Regions from separate parts of the Rattus norvegicus genome. Here region 2 is linked to region 1. A link is a contact called in public Hi-C data. All regions are on one chromosome and are shown on one strand. Each heading gives the region's core, a stretch centred on a gene start, on an enhancer-like site or on the middle of the called end of the contact. The rest is flanking DNA. Distances are from core to core; before and after follow the strand shown.

Region 1 (4,715 bases), core at 1,546-4,045:
ACTTAAGGCTCTAGACAGTGACAGTCTGAGGCAGTTTGTGTGAACACCTGTCACTCCGAGACACCTGCATATAAGGAGAGAGGCTCCAACTCAACCAAATCACTGGAAACCAAGTACTTAGGGGGGTGGAGTCTGTAAAACATTCAGAGTCCTTTACTCAGGGCAGGACTTCATGGCTTCTACTTACAGAATGTAAAAACCATGAAGAATAAAGGGCAAGAACTATGCTTCTGGAAATGAGGGACATGTTTCTGGAAACCTTACAGAATAGGTTAGCCTATTTCGGTCTTCTACAAAGATCGTTCATAAAAGGAAACGGAAACTAACATGGCCCATCCTTGCAGCTTTTCTGAGGACATTCAAGAATACAGTGATGACTGCCCTAAAAGGAAAGGAAAGAAGTTAATTTCCATTACTGGCTCCTTATGGATGGATTCAAGTCCACTAAAGCGTCAACTGGGATGTTTTGGTTTCAACTTTGTTTCTCAACAGCATGCAAAGTTATGAATGATAATATAGTTAATATATTTCACAATTACTAATGTAACTTATCGTGACATCACAGAAATACTAGGTGATTTAGAAAGTATTGCTTGTCAGCCTGGAAGCAGACACACAATGGCTCTGATGTTTTTATTAGGCCAAATAAATAAATCAACAAGTCTTTGAGTACTTTAATTTCTTTTAAGTCACTCACACTTCTGAAGCATTTGCCAGTCAAGTTTTTCACTTTATTCTCTTTCAACAAAAGAGATGGATAATTGTGTTTTCTCATGAAACTGAAGAATGTGTTGGGCTTCCCTTCCCACTGGACTCTATTTAGACAGATCTTATATAGGGAACTGACACTGGCCCTTATATCTTTTACAAAAATGTTTCCTATTCCATTTGTTCATTTCTAGACTAGACTCACTGCGATTGAGTTTACTAAATAAAACGCAAGGTCTGTTTTAAGCTAAAAATGCATAGTTTCCCTTGTGTCTCATGGCTGCAGGCAATTAAAAAGGCGAAGCTGACTTCGTTAAATGTTTTCCAGTTCAAGGTTACTGGATCCTAACCTAGTAATATGTGATCTCAAGAAACACAAAATGTAGGCATTTAAGCAGAATCAAATGTGGTGTGTAATATATTCGATTTTGAAATAGAGCATAACCTTTGAAGGTAGTAGTTTTGACAAAATTTTATGGATTATTAAAATTTTTAAAACTTAAGAAATTTGTTTTAGCCTGTCTCTGGCTGAAATACTCTGAAATGTAAATAGGAATCCTTGAAATTATATTTTATAATTAAAACTATCCATGAGCTCCTCCTCATCTTATCACACTGGAGAACAGACCTCTGGCCCCAGGTTTGTGCGAACAGCTGGGGAGAGCCAGATAAAATATTCTGATGTGATACTGTATTTCTGACTTGACACTTCCAATACACACACACACACACACACACACACACACACACACACACACACAGAGAGAGAGAGAGAGAGAGAGAGAGAGAGAGAGAGAGATCTACTGCAGAAACTTCCTTAGGCTGCTACATCTACAAGATAGAAAAGCCCCACCAACTTTACACTTGAAAACATGTCCTTAACACATCCCCTTCCATGAAGGGTGAACAGGCAGCTTCTTGGCTTTTACTACATTTTGTTGCCTTCTAGTGCACTTTCTTGCGGCTGCTGTTCTGTGTAGGGAGTGCCTGGGTTCCTTGCATGTAATCCCACGCATAATTGTGAACACTAAAAAACATTCAAAAGCTTGGAAATGCAGTATGCCAATGGTCATAAAAATGTTTATCAAAATCCACTGCAATTGTTAAGACTTTAAAAAATTACTTTGAACCCAAACTATCCAAACTCCCGTTCACAGGTGATTTAGATCATGGAGTTCTGTTGTTGATCAAATACTGTTCCTGATAAAAATTCCCTGGAAAATTATTTTCCACTAACAATTTTTGAGGCCTTAGGTTATCTTTAAGATAAGCTTCGTGGAACTTTTAATTTCACATACATTCCTTTTCACTGCATCCTGAGCTATATCGTCCCCAGAATACATGTCCAAATTCCTTAGTTTGTAAAGAAGCGAAAAGCATTCCCTGGCTTACTAAAGTCCCCCACCCCGTGACAGACATGTGACAAAAGTTAAAACTTCCTGATGAGTTATGCTTATTTTACTAGATTAAAAATGTATTGGTGTTTTTGACAAAATTATACAAACATTACAAAACAGGAAGGAATTGGGTTCCCCCTCCCCCATGTAATTTTAGGGATCAAATCACAAACTAAATGAAGCAATCACTAAAACCCCACAGCAGGAATTTCCACTCTTCAGTGTGTAATTATATTGCATTTGCAGAAGTGACTGTCCTTTCTGGAACTTTCATATTTCGCATGATCTGTACTTCACACATTTTCCCTCTGTCTGGGGGCACGGTGGCATGGTGTACACGTTTTTTCCGTTGTTGTTGCTGTTTGCTTGTTTTTGCTTTTTAAATGTTCTTCACAACTCTTTTTAACTCAATTCTAAGGGTGAATCCACCAGTCCCCTTAAATCGGAGGCTGACAGCTCAAGACTGACAGGGCCCCTGAAACACCGGGTACTCCCCTGTTGCGCTTGCAGGATTTCTGCAGGCAATCAACTTTTTAAGAGCGTCCTCGAGTCCACATCCACGATCGCTAAAATCCTGCTCCGGGTTTTCGCGCAGCCCGCGTGATTGACACATGATATCACCGGGGGCGGGTCCCGGCGTGGAGGTGGAGGTGGCGGCGACGCTGAAATGCTGCGGAGCCCGCGCGCGAGTGCTCAGCACGCAGGGGTTTGCGGCGGCCCCGCAGCCAGAGCTCTGCGGGCTGAGGAGCTGCTGTGGGCGGCGTGCATGTGCCGGGAAGGCCGGCCCCAGGCTCTGCACTAGGTAAGAGCCTTCCCCTCCCGCCGAGGACCTGGCGAGATCAGGTGAGAATGGTGCTTTATTTTATTTTATTTTCTTGGAACTGGACGTTTTCTGAGCTGGCTCTAGCTCTGTGCCCGGCGCTCTACGGTCGGCCCTGAAGCGAGTTCCGTAGCCGGGCAGCGAGTTCCGTGTGTGCGAACGCGGGCTGGCACCGCCGCGCACCCGCGTGTCTGTGCGCATTGTTGGCGACCGACCCGCCGGGCGCTCGTGCCAGACCTGACTTTCCCCGTCCCTGCGTGCGGGCTTGCCTCTCGCAGACGCGTCGTTGGGACGCGCTTTTGACTGCGGGGCGTTCCGTGGGGGCAAAACGTGCACGGCCGCGTGTGTCCGGAGCTCGTGGCTGTCTACCACGGCGAGCAGGACAGCGTCCCGGGCTGGCGAGGGACTCACGTGTTTCTGTCTCTGCTCGTCTGCAGCCGGCGTGGCGACTGCGGGGACGCGGACCTGCGGGAACCCGAGAGCCCGGGACGACGCCGGGCCGCGCGCCTGACGACCGGGACGGGACGGTGCTGTGGAGCGGGCGCCGCGCGCACCCGGCGGATGTCCCCGAGCCGCCCTCGGCCGCCGCCAACCGCGGAGAAGCGCCCCTGCCCGGGGGCCGCTGAGGCCGCAGCGCGGGCCATGCGCGCCCGGCCGCCCCGCCGCGCTTGATGCGGCGCGCGCTTCGCCCGCTCCGCGCCCCCGGCCGGCGCCGTGGAGGCCGAGGTGAGTGCGGGCGGCAGGTGCGGGCCGGGGCGGGCCGGGCGGTCCTGGCGGTCTTCGCGCAGCCCGTGCCAAGCGCGCGGCACCCGATGGCGCTGGGGATCCAGCGCCCGCCTGTGCTCGGAGCGCAGTGCCGCGGGACGCGGGGAGAGGGCGCTGCCTCCTCCCGCCCGCGAGCTGTTTTCATTCATAACTTTCCCCCGCCGGACCTGCCGCGGCTGGGTGCCCCTGAGGTCTCGGCTTGGGGCCCAAGCGCCGGGCGGTGCTACCCACAGTGCTGTCCGCGCGCGCGCTCCGGCTTAGCTCTGGGCGGTTGCGGGGCGCCTAAGTGCTCCGCCTGAGCGAACTTGCTTGGGAATGCCCTGTAAAAATGCGAATGAAAGCTGTGCCTAGGGGTTTCATAGCTCAAACAAGCCGTTCCCACGTCTTCCTTTCTTGTGGATGAGGCTTGGCACATTTAAAGTCTTCGTTATGGAGTTTTAAATTTTTAAAAAATAGATAAGGCACAGAACGATGGGCAGGTTTCCGGTATCGTTTAGGAGTTCGGCACTAAAACTTGCTATGGATGTGTTTCTCGTGTGCAGAGAAGGTAGTTATAAGCTAGAGGGGCCTCCAAAAAGCTAACACATTTGTAGTCTAGGGGCATTTGTTAGTAAAGTGACTTATTCCTTAAGACTTTTTGTTTTGTTTTTGTTTTCCTTTGGATACCAGGAAAGTGCAGAGGGTTCCTTCTTGAATTAAGGTGCATCAATCTATCTGTAAGTTCGGAAGGCATTTGTGTGAAAAATATTCCAGAAACCTATCGCCCAGAAACGGAAAGAATTTGGTCTTTTTTTAGGAAGAATACGTTATAAGTAGGGAGTTATTTCTTCTTGACATGGAAACGTGTTTGTTGTATCAGTGTATCAGTATTTATTTTACTACAAAAAGCCGGTCTGTTCAGGGCTTATGAAAATCAAGGCCTGTCATGCAGGTAAATGAAAGGAAATACATATATTGTAAAAAAGACCAGGGTTCCTCTCCCCGCTTTAAAGGGCTGACACTGTGCATAACTTACCCTTGTTGTG
Region 2 (4,443 bases), core at 1,425-3,924, 230 kb after region 1:
CCCTCCAATGCCTGCTAATCTCAAAAAATACTGTAACAGAGGAGATTTTGTATACACACACACACACACACACACACACACACACACACACACAGAGACAGAGACAGAGACAGACAGACAGACAGACAAAGAGAGACACAGACACAGAGAGATACACACACTCTCACACACAGAGGGAGGGAGGGGAAAGGGAGGGAGGGAGGGAGGGAGGGAGGGAGGGAGGGAGAGAGAGAGAGAGAGAGAGAGAGAGAGAGAGAGAGAGAGAGAGAGAGATTATTTTTCTTGCCAATAATAGGCATCTCAATCTGTGTTGGGATGAGAAAATTTACCAGCAGCTGTAAACCACATTTAGGAGGATTATGCCCACTTCTGCTTATAGACACCTAGCTGTGTGTGGCCCAGTAGGGCATGCAGAATGGGTGCTTTTCTGAGTGTCTACAGCTCTTCTTCTTTTTTTTCCAGTAAGCTTTGAAGAGGAAAGAAATATTTGGCCCTTTCCATACAGTACCCGACACCCAAAGCACACAGGAAGTGACAGTTGGATGAAATCATTGTGTTGTCTTTATCCCTCTGAAGGAAAGATGAAAATTTTCTACTCTAAGAACTCCATCAAGAGTTCAGAAAATCCAAATGGCATGTGTACACTATTATAACATATATGCGAAGCATTATAATGCATATATTCACTACTATAATCCATGGATGCACGATTGTAATATATGTATGGACTATTGCAATCCATGCATTACTATTGTGATATGCATATGCATATATATGCATACACTGCTATAATCTATGCATACACTATGTAATCCATGCATGCACTATTGTAACCCATGTGCATTGAGACTGACATACAGCGGTTACTGATTCTCTAATGAGTTTCCCTGCTGCACACACTTTGAATATGTCTTCAAGGTTTACTGCTACGTGTTAGGAATGTCCTGTGAGAATCCTCAGAGGGAGCCACTGGCTCCTGGACTCTGCTTCATGTGCTTGAGTTTCTCTGATACCCATCTGCAGTTTCATTCTGTGACCATGGCAGTGATCATGCACCCAGTGAATCATTCAGCACAGAGGAGGCTGGAGCACTCAACTACAATTTACTGTTGTCACAGGAAACATAGAAAGTCATGTCGCCAAGCAGTACAATGTTGCTATCTGGTAAACTTTTAAATATCCTCGAGAACAGTTGAAATAAACTAAATAAACACCGCGTTTATGGACTAGAAGAGTCAGGACTTGATGTTCCAAATTCTGCTGAATTCATTTATAAAGTCAGTGTTACAGTGAAGGTCTGGCCTGTTTTAGGACCAGTTGGTAATATCTTTATAAGATCCACACAAAAATGTAAAAGGCAAGGAATAGAAAGGGCAGCCTTGATGCAGAATAAACATGAATTGTTTATATTTCTGACATCAAGATTTGCAAAGATATGGCGAGTAACCAAGAGAATATGATATCCATATAAAAGCAGGAAAGTTTCCCGCGGGAAATGAGAGGAGAATCACAGCTGAGCGGATGGCGTTCCAACTTCGGAGGTAAACTTGTTAAAAACAGAAGTCTGTCATGTGAGATAACAGTCATGCAATCAGGGAAAGAAAGTAAGCCCCCTTTGTCAAAAGACACGGCCATAGATGAGAAAGTGCTTTGAGTCAATTGTCTAGCAAAAGAGCCCACGGAGGAGGAAGAGGACATTTGCACAGAACTCAGGCTCTGGAAGTCTCAAGTTCTCACACTTGCAGAGAGTCTGCTTTGTCGGCTAGAGTTGTCTATACCTGAGACATCTGACACCTGGATGCGACTGCTGTTCATGAGTGTGTATGGCTTCTGTACATGGACTCTAATATCCCAACATGCATGCGCCTCTCATGTTGTGAAAAAAATTCCCAGTTTAAAAAATAGAGGAGAAAACGAATCTTTCTGAAAAGACAAAAAAGACATACTTGTTCATGATGAAATGTCAGTAAAACATTCACGAAGGCCCAAATCAACTTTATTCCTTCATATCGTGCTGTTAAACCAAGAACATAGTATATTTAGCTTTTAAAATATTCTGTCTTTTAAACTTTTATTTTATTATTTGTTTATGTTTATGCGTGTAGAGGTACCTGTGGAGGCAGGAGAGGCAATCAGATCCCCTGGCACTGGAACTAGAGGTGGTTGAGAGCTGCCCCACATGGGTGCTGGGAACTGAATCTGGGTCCTTTGCAGGAGCAGTGAGTGATCTTAACCAAGCATGGAGCACCGTTCCACTCGTGAAATGTACTTTACCTGGGAAAGATTCTCACTTGTGGTGGAATTTAACCCTAAATTGAAAGCATCTTCTACATAAAGTAGAAAACTGTATGCAGAAAATACCATATGTGTCATTTGCATGCATAAAGTACTTTTTTTCTTGGTCAGTGTAAAGTTTATTAAAGCACTGTGTGTGTATGTGTATGTGTATGTGTATGTATATGTATATGTATATGTATATGTATATGTATATGTATATGAATATGTATAAGCTCAACTCTGCTGCCAATCCTCTTCAGGTAAGTCCAGCTGTTCCCTTGTTAGCCCTCTTTCTTCATTTCCTGACTTTCCCAAGTCTGTTGACTTGAGTGACAGTTCTAACTTTTTCTCACAGTCAGAGTGTCCTTTAGACTGGATGATTCACCAGTTGGAAACTATCTCAGGCTCCCAAGATAATTGTGGAATGTCAGTTCACTGCACAGAGTGCAAGTTCAGCATGAAGGAGTATGAGACATGAGCTTCAGAAGAAGGCAAACGTTAAAAGCAGTCAAGTTCAGTTGCAGGAAGGGGCCTCCAGCTTCTAAGCTGGTGTACGTGAGGAAGGGTTCTCCCCTGCCCCAAACTAGTATACATGAAAGAGAAAGAAGCCTAACCTAACTGTCTTACTGTTCAAGCTTTCTAAGAAGTTAAAACTTGCCTCTAAGTTCACAAAAACAAGTAAGAAAGGAAAGAAAAAGAATTAACCTGTATTGTCTTCTCAAAGATCAACACAGAAACACCACCTGTCTGAAAAGTACATTGTGGTGATAATAAGTTAAAATCTAAATATTCCTGGAACCACGAAGCTGATAAGTTATGCTCAACATTAGGGGATTCTTGATTTTCAGTTTTGGAGGAAATCAAGTAATCGTACCAGTTGAGAGTAGTCTGTTTTGGTCACTTCAGTACTTAAAATCTCCTGTCAAGAAAATTAGAAGCTTCAGGGCACTGTGGGAATCTCTACAGAGAAACACTGCCATGTTGCCTTGTGTGGAGCCTAAGTTAGAAAATTGCTACAGTAAGTAGTATCTTAGTAGAGTGATTTGAAGAATCTCAAATACATAGCAATAAAATACAAGTTTCATTTAATATCTCATGACTGGACAACTTGTATGCAAAGAAATGTTAATTCCAGGACTTTGAAGAACGAGAAGAATTTTTGATGTGTTAATGAGTCTAATTCCAAAGTTTCAGACAGGTAAGATTACTTCCTCAACATGACAGGGCTTAAAAGTTACAAGGGCAATGTAAAGATTATTATACGTTTATGTTTTAAAAATATATAGTTCTGAAAAGTATTGTTACTTTAGCGACCCAAATAGAACAATCACAAAAATCATCTATAGTCTATGACCCTGGGTTCAGGCTTGTAAATTTGAATGGAAACAAGAAACAAACAAACCAACCCGGAAGTGTGTTGGCTTGATGTATTTCCATGCTTCTGTGTGGGGAAAAGGAGGCCCTGGCAGGAAATGAAGGCAGAGTAAGTCACACCCCTTTCTGAAAGGATGGTGACCTTGGCTCCAGGAAAAGCACTATGGGAATGTCCTCACTGTTCAACTTCCAATGCTGTTGAAGTGATTCCATGAAGTGTGTGTGCACAGTTGTTATTTATCCAGCTTTGAACTTAACAGTAGACAAAGAAACATTGGGAGTGACCCTAAGGAGACTCACATGGACGGCCACGACCGTACAAGATCTTGAAATTATTAAGTGGAGCAGTTGTCTCCAAGCACAAGGAGTACAGCATCTCAGGGAAAAGGGGAGACTGATTTTTTTCATTCTCACAGGAGACAACATGGAAAAAGACTTGAAATGCACCACGAGGAACTTAATGTAGAAATCAAGACATCACGACACCGGATTGAATGTTCACCAGGTTCCAGAGTTGGCACAGATCTCTTCCCAGAGGTCTTCAGGATGTATCATTAACAGCATTCAAGGAGGACCTTGAGGCGTAAACACTGTTGATTGTGGTGAGTGCTGTTTGGGAGAGAACAGTTGGCCAATAGCTACGGTAGCCGAGGGGCCGGCTGTGCACCTCCCCACAGCTGCAGAGCAAGCCTCTTGCCAGCTAAATTGAGCTGATTGGACACAACGTGGTTGTTTGTAAGCCCCAGAGAGCCTTCCCACATCCCAGCCCTGGGGCTGCTCACGGTATTTCCT

The links. A called contact is a pair of places that touch in the nucleus more often than the background predicts.
Region 2: a Hi-C map of psoas muscle shows a contact between it and region 1, with 3 times the contacts expected there. The contact joins the enhancer-like site here to the promoter of Spry1 in region 1. A contact is called at or near these places in 2 of 12 Hi-C or Micro-C datasets (mammary epithelial cells and psoas muscle).

What each region holds. Positions count from the first base shown.
Region 1 is chr2:122,482,552-122,487,266 of GRCr8, forward strand. It overlaps Spry1 (sprouty RTK signaling antagonist 1), which reads left to right and starts at 2,796. Exons shown (of 3, transcript NM_001395072.1): 1 at 2,796-2,948; 2 at 3,363-3,651.
Region 2 is chr2:122,711,792-122,716,234 of GRCr8, forward strand. LOC134485902 (a long non-coding RNA gene) reads right to left here. Exons shown (of 3, transcript XR_010064258.1): 3 at 1,271-4,260. Among named protein-coding and RNA genes, the nearest start is that of Spry1, 230 kb to the left of the region's middle. Within about 2 kb of position 2,675, at least 11 of the 93 cell types and tissues checked have an H3K27ac peak or open chromatin away from gene starts, as enhancers often do.